Regions from separate parts of the Mus musculus genome. Here region 1 is linked to region 2. The links are chromatin contacts, called in public promoter capture Hi-C maps. All regions are on one chromosome and are shown on one strand. Each heading gives the region's core, a stretch centred on a gene start, on an enhancer-like site or on the middle of the called end of the contact. The rest is flanking DNA. Distances are from core to core; before and after follow the strand shown. Region 1 overlaps Ube2o (ubiquitin-conjugating enzyme E2O). Region 2 holds the start of Galr2 (galanin receptor 2).

Region 1 (3,727 bases), core at 1,043-3,542, 270 kb before region 2:
GCCCTGGCGCTTTCTTCTTATTAGCCTGGAAATAGCAAGTGTGGTGTTTGTACAGCCAGTGATGCTGCTGTGGGCCGAGGTAGGTGGGTTCTTCCACAAAGGGTTGCCTGGAACCAGCTCTGCTCACTGACTCAGCCTGGCCTTCTAGTTCCCTCTCCTCCTGGGTCACATAGCTGCAAGGGATGCAGTCTCAGCTAGTTCCTTAACGTTTCCCTCTCGTTTACTTTTCTGTTTTGTTTTTAGACACAGTCTCTCTGTATAGCAGCATACCCTAACCCCCAACTCATAATCTCTTGTCCCCAACTCCTGAGTGCTGAGATGACAGCTGCACACCACCATCCCTGGCTGCTTTCTGATCTTGCATGCTAGCCTGGCATAGTGTCCCCTTCAGGAAGTGGCTGGAGTCCTGGCCTGTCTCTATGTGGCCTAGCTCTGTCGGGTTGGAGCAGAGGAGCAAAAACAGGGTCCACTGCAAACTGTCTGTGTCTCCACTCATTCCTCTTCCAGGGATGCAGTGAGGGCAGACAGTTTATCAAGCTTCAGTGGGTGAGGCCTGGCTGGTGCTGGGTGCTCCTGCTCCCATGTAAATGAAAGACCTGGTCGTGGATACACCCCTGGGGAATACGGAGAGATGGAGATTTATTGCTCTGAGATTGAAGCCTGGCCACACCTCCCGTCTTGACCTTCACTGGTGTGGCTGGTGGCTCCTGCTCTCCAGACATATATGCTTAGGCCCATTAAAGCCTTTCCTGTGAGGACTGGAGAGCTGAGGACCCAAGTTTTGTTCCCAGTGTTGATGTCATGTGGCTTACAGTTGCCTGTAACTATAGCTCCAGGGACTCTGTGGACACTGCACTCATGTGCACATGCCCACACACAGATGTACTAGATGCACAGAATTAGAAATAAGATGTTTAAATAACTCTCCCTGTGGCCTTCTGGCAGCTCCTCCTTGGGTGAGGAGCCTGTTACCTGCAACTGTCTTACTTTAGCTTCCTTCTGTTTTCAGACACTTAGTCTTGGAAGTTTTTATACAGGAATTTTTTAGTGCATCTGATTGACCATGGCCAGTTTAATGAATGGGCTTCTAGACTGGAAGCAGGACAGCTCAGGTGCAAGAGCAGGCCAGGGAGGCAGTTCCAGGAGGTGGCCTTGTTAGCAGATGGGCCTCTAGAAGCCCAAACCAGTTGATGACAGTGCCTGCTCACTCTACAGCAAGCCTTCTCCCCGAACTGCAGCCCTTCCCTCTGCCCCTGCCTCATCGCTATACAGTTGTATGTGGAGGCCAGAGGTCAGGATCGGTTTCCTCATGTCATTCTCCATTTTGTTTATTATTATTTTATGTGTATGGTTGTTTTGCTTATGTGTATATGTGTGCACCACTTACATATAATGCCTAGCCCAGGAAGCCAAAGATGATATTGGATGCCCTGGAGCTGGAGTTACCAATGGTTGTGAGCTGCCGTGTGAGTGCTGGGGAGTCCCAATAATTGTTTAAAAGTAAAATAGGCTGGAGAAGTGGCTGAGCTGGTGAGAGTGACAGCTGCCCTCCAGAGGACCTAAATTTGGTTCCCAGCACCCATGTCAGGGAGTTCACAACTGTTTCTAACTCCACTTTCAAGTGATTGAACACTCTTCTGCCCTCCAGGGTACTGCACACATGTGTGCACAGATACACAGAAAGGAAGGGGAGGGAGGGCGAGCATAGCTTTAATTCCAGCTCTCAAGAGCCAGGGCTGGCCTAGTCTAAATAGTGAGTTGCAGGCCAGCCAGAGCTATACAGTAGACCCTCTCACGCGGGGGTGGGGGTGGGGGGATTCAGTAGAGGTAGTGGAGATGACCTTTGACCCACCTTGTTTCTAGATGTCCTAAGCAGCCAGGAGTTCCTTGGCCTAGACACTGTTGATAATGCTGTCCAGTCATTGTGACAGGAGCTTTCCTGTGTGTCTAGGGAGGGGAGAGGACAAAGTGGCTCTAGCTGAAAACCACAGAGCCACTGCCTTCCCTTCCCAGGCAGGTGACCCCAATGTGTTGCCTTGGCTCAGGCCCCCAGGTTCTCCTCCTTTGCTCAGGGTTCCTCTCCTAAGGCCTGAGTAACTTCTCTGTCCCTTTTAAATCCTGCCAGCCTCATCTAGAAGGCTGGCATTATCTAGGAAGCTCACTGCCTTATTCAGCCAGGTACGTGGTCAGAGTGGCCCCTTTAGAACCCGGGTTGCGTTGTTTATAACTCTGAGCACAGCCTGGCCTGCGTCTGCCCTAGAACTGGGGCTGGAGCCAGGCAGAGCAGAGGCTAGTGTTGTCTGAGCTTAGACGCCATCAGTGTTGTCTGAGCTCCCCTCCTCCACAGTCTGGCCCTGGGTTGTTTTCAGAGGAGGCAACAGAGACTGCCTCTTGCCCTGTTCCATGCCATTACATGACCAGTGTTTATTTCACGTAGCCCATGACTTCCCCCCAGGCTATTTTGGAATAGCTTCTTTCCTGCTATTCCAAAACTTAGGTTCACCGATGCTTTCCAGGAAATGCTAGTTTACAACTGGCTGGTAAACTCGGAGTTGCTGAACTTTTTTTTTTCTTTTTAATTTTTAATGATAAGAAACAAAAATATACCTAAAAGCATAGCTTGTGGAAAAACCATTTGTTCTCTCCTGTCTTGTATTGTTCTTCCAACTGACCTTGGCCTCCCCAGCCTTGCGTTTCAGAGCTGAGTCTCTAAAGACATCCTTCTTGACAACCGTTCCCTCTGAGAGGCTATCCAGAGCACCTGTAGGCATGAGGTGGTTACAGTTATAAACGTTCATAAAGAACTTGATCTTGGAGTTTTTGGCAATCTTCTTTTTACCTCCATTTCACACGTCCTGTATGAGCTTGTTCTGATCAGGCTGTCCATGTGGATCCTCCCCCCTCCCCTGGCAGTACCTGGACCTGACAGAGGCCATCGGGTTGTGTGCAGACGCAGCTCAAGGCTCTCGTCAAGGCCGCGCTACTCTCTGCTTTCTGCGATGACTTAGGCCCCCTAATTGGTGGTGGTTTGACGTCTAAGCTAAGAAGGCAGTTGAGGTGAAGCTGAGGGTGGGGCAGGCACAAAGTGTCTTCACATTACTAGAAAAGGGAGCTGGCCTCTCCACCTTCCCTTCAGTGCCTTGAAGCTAGCCTTTCTGGACCTCAGCCTGTGTCCCTGTGGACAGGGAGTCAAGCAAGTATGGATGTAGTGGCTGTATGTGCCTGTGTGCGTGCACGCAGGCGCCAATGCTTTCTTTGTGGCTTCAATCCTGTCATGGGTCCCAGAGTTGGCTGCTGAGATACCATGTGTACTTGGAAGCAGCAGGCTGACACCAGTCACAGTGTTGTCTGTGGAACAGGTCCTGGGTCCCTGTGGCAGTTTATGTTTCCTGCTTAGCGGTGTACAGCCTACCTAGAGCTTGTGTGGGTTGTCCTTAGCAAAGCTTCAGTGACCTTGTACTTGCTTTTCAGCACTTCTGTCCTGCTCCTCTCTCTGCCAGTCACCTTTCGCAGCAGAGAGGCCGGCTGAGGTTACTGAGAGTCGGGGAGAGTCGGGGAGAGCCCTTCCTGGTGTGTGCCTGTCCGTCTCTGAGCAGGGGAGAGAGATGTAGCAACCACTTACAGGTTGTCCAAGAATGACAGAACAATCCCGATTTGGAGATACAAGAACAGAGAAGACAAAACAGCCTAGCAGAGAAGCAGCTCTTTCTGGGCCACAGAGGCCGCC
Region 2 (3,454 bases), core at 10-2,509:
CTGCAGCTCTCAATTAGCATTTGAATACTGGCAAGTTACTTTGCAAGCCAACTCTGGTCTGAGTACTGCAATGTTTCTGAGAGACTTTTAGCTCAAGCAACAATAACGTAAAGACCCCAGAAATCCGATTTCTCCAGCCTTCGAGGTCTGAGGACCGACTTAATCAAGGGACACTCTTAGTCACGGAGTCTTAGTCCCCTTTCCCCTTGCGTTTCACGGCCTCGGGCCACTTTGTAATTTTAGTGTTCTCCCCGACTACGCATCCCTTCTGGATCCTTGCGTGGCGACTCCAGTGCAAGCTCCTACCTGGGTACCCAGTTCTCAGACACCACAGAATGTTCACTCACCTGTCCAGCGAGACAGCGGCCAGCGTGAAGCTGCTGGCGTGCATAGTGAGGAAGATGAGGAAATGAACGGCCTTGCAGAGCAGTGAGCCAAACACCCAATCGTCCAGGGTATAGATGGTGGCCTGGAAAGGCACGCAGCACAGGATGAAACACAGGTCGGCCACACCCAGGTTGAGGATGAATAGGTTCGTGGTGCTGACCGCCTGGCCGCCGCGCAGCAGCACCGCCAGCACCAGCGCGTTGCCCACAGCGCCCACGAGGAAGATGAGCGCGAAAAATAGGGGTACGAGGACCGCCTCGGGCTGCCAGCCGCCGCCACCTTCCTGGCTCGAGTCCTCCGCCCCCTGGCTGTCCGAGCCATTCATGGTATCACCAAAGCAGACGCCGCCCTGGCTCCCGCAGCCGTCCGGGTCTTGGTGAGCGCGTAGCTCCCTGGCTGCAGCGCCCCAGCAAGACTGTCGAGCTCCAAGAGCCAGAGCAGGGGTGCGCGGGGGACGGGAGGAGGAGCGAGCACCCAGAGTATAGGATGGTACCCCGCTCCGGCCTGCAGCCGAGAGAGGAGCTGTCGAATGACCCTGACTCCATTTGGCTCCCGCGCTCAAGTCCTGGGACCCGCTCTGCTTTAGACTTGAGTCGGTCACTAGCGAGTCACACTGTTCCTGGATTGGTGGAGGGAGCAGGGTGCGTGTGGGACATGGGGCGCCTTTAAGAGATCCATCCCATTCTTGGAATGAGGGGGCTGACACAGATTACTGGCCCTGTGGTTGGTCACCCCTCAACGCCCCCTTCCCCCAAACACAAAGTGTTATGGCCAGCCATATTTCTAGGCCTCTCCCATTTCTAAATCCTTGGAATACCTCAGCCTGCCACACAAGGAACTCCAGAGACCAACCCAGAAGAGGCAGAAAGGAGGGCGGTTTTTTTTTTTTTTCCTCCTTGTTTTGAGACTGGGTGTTCCTGTGGAGCCAAACTAGCCCAGACTCACCCTTTTGCATTAGCTTCTGTGGTACTGGGACTTTAGCCATGCGCCACTATGTCCGGCCAGAATGGAAATTTTCATCTTTTTTTTTTTTTCATCTGCTAAGTATTTTCCCTCCCTCTTAACCCAGAAGTTCGCTGAATATGTACTAGTATCACCTTGTCTGTGACCCTCTCTTCCCTTGTCTGGGATGGAATGGTCTGGAAACACTGCCTCAAAGAGGTGTGAGGTAAGAAATACTAGAAGGGTTGGAGCAAGGCTCAGCGGTTAAGAGCACTTGCTGCTCATGCAGAGGACCCAGGTTCGGTTTTCAGCACCCACATGGCAGCTCTCACAGCTGCTTGTAACTCCAGTTCCAGGAGATCTGGTACCCTCTTCTGCTCCATGGGCTCCTGAATAAATATGATGCACATACACTCACAAAGACCCATGTGCGCATGCACGCGCGCGCGCGCGCACACACACACACACACACACACACACACTGAACAAATAAATCAAATATAGGGAGATGTAAGACTAGAAACCAGTTTATTAATGGATCAAATCTATTAAAGCATTCAATCTTTATTTAAAAGGGGGTGGTGGTGGTGAAAGATGGTTCAGCAGTTAAGAGCACTGACTGCTCTTCCAGAGGTCCTGAGTTCAATTCCCAGCAACCACATGGTGGCTCACAACTAGCTGTAATGGGATCCAATGCCCTCTTCTGGTGTGTCTGAAGACAAAGACAGTGTACTCATATAAAATAACTAAATAAATCTTTTTTAAAAATTCAGTTCTTGGCCATAAATATTCTTTTCCTAAAACTGGGCTTTGTTGACCCAGACATGGAATAACAGCACTCTGAGGACTGAAATGGGAGAATTGCAAGTTCAAAGCCACCCTGGATTGCAGAGTGAGTTGCAGGCTAGCCTGAGCCACCAGTGAAATCCTGTCTTAAGAGGACTGGGATGTTCCAGGTGTGGTGGTGCACACCTTTAACCCCAATCCCCAGGATGCAGGCAGGAGGGTCAATATCTGTGAGTTGGAGGCCAGCTTGAGCTACAAAGAAAGGCATTATCAAAAATAAAAATAAAGAAAAAAGAATGTGATAATAGTTGTCATCATATGTGTGTCCCCTGGGGATTGAATCCAGGGCCTCAGGCATGCTTGGTAAACACTCTGCCACCAAGTCATATCCTTATTGCAGAAAAACATAATTTAGCTAGATGTGATATATATATATATATATATATATATATATATATATATATATATATATATAGTGTCAGCTACTTAGGCATCCAAGGCAGAGGACCATTTGAGTCCAGAAGTTCAAAGCCAGCCCAAATAAAACAATGAGACACTGTTAAAAAGAAAACAAGAGGGCTGGTGAGATGGCTCAGTGGGTAAGAGCACCCGACTGCTCTTCCGAAGGTCCAGAGTTCAAATCCCAGCAACCACATGGTGGCTCACAACCATCTGTAATGAGATCTGACTCCCTCTTCTGGTGTCTGAAGACAGCTACAGTGTACTTACATATAATAAATAAATAAATCTTTAAAAAAAAAAAAAAAAAGAAAAGAAAACAAGAAAACTAAACCCAAAACCCACAACCAAACATCTGAACTTAGGTATAATGGCGAGGAAACAGCCCACTATCGGGGGTTGGGGGTGGAGGGAGATACAGAAAGAGGGAGCAGGAAGGAAAGATGCCCTACTGTAGGAATGTGGTGGGTCCCTAAGTCATGGCTGGCATGGCTCAATTGAATGAGTAAGAAAAGTGGCAAGAGCCAGGCAGTGGTGGTGCACACCTTTAGTCCCAGCACTTGGGAGGCAGAGGCAGGTGGATTTCTGAGTTTGAGGCCAGCCTGGTCTACAGAGTGAGTTCCAGGATAGCCAAGGATACACAGAGAAACCCCGTCTCGAAAAAACAACAACAACAACAAAAAACAAAACAAAACAAATTTGTAAATTTTTTTTTTTGAAGCAGGGTCTCTTCTATGTCATCCAGGCTGCCCTGGAACTCTCTCTGTAGACCAGGCTGCCCTCCAACTCACAGACATCCTCCTGCCTCTGCCTCTTAAATGCTAAAATAAAAGATGTGTACTGCTCTGCCTGTCCTGTTATTTTTATTTTTTATTTATTT

The links. Promoter capture Hi-C pulls out the DNA fragments that hold promoters and counts their contacts.
Region 1: a promoter capture Hi-C map of liver shows a contact between it and region 2, with 2.9 times the contacts expected there. The contact joins the enhancer-like site here to the promoter of Galr2 in region 2. A contact is called at or near these places in 5 of 39 promoter capture datasets (cranial neural crest, hematopoietic stem and progenitor cells, liver and 2 more), 2 of 115 datasets of contacts at active chromatin or transcription factors (both in embryonic stem cells) and 3 of 9 other capture datasets (adipose tissue, embryonic stem cells and liver).

Annotation. Positions count from the first base shown.
Region 1 is chr11:116,549,531-116,553,257 of GRCm38.p6, reverse strand. All of the region lies in intron 1 of Ube2o (ubiquitin-conjugating enzyme E2O), which reads left to right. Among named protein-coding and RNA genes, the nearest start is that of Sphk1, 19 kb to the right of the region's middle. Within about 2 kb of position 2,292, at least 60 of the 459 cell types and tissues checked have an H3K27ac peak or open chromatin away from gene starts, as enhancers often do. A contact at or near this core is called in adipose tissue and liver, where this site is marked.
Region 2 is chr11:116,278,744-116,282,197 of GRCm38.p6, reverse strand. Galr2 (galanin receptor 2) reads right to left here and starts at 1,259. Exons shown (of 2, transcript NM_010254.4): 1 at 348-1,259. The coding sequence starts at 712.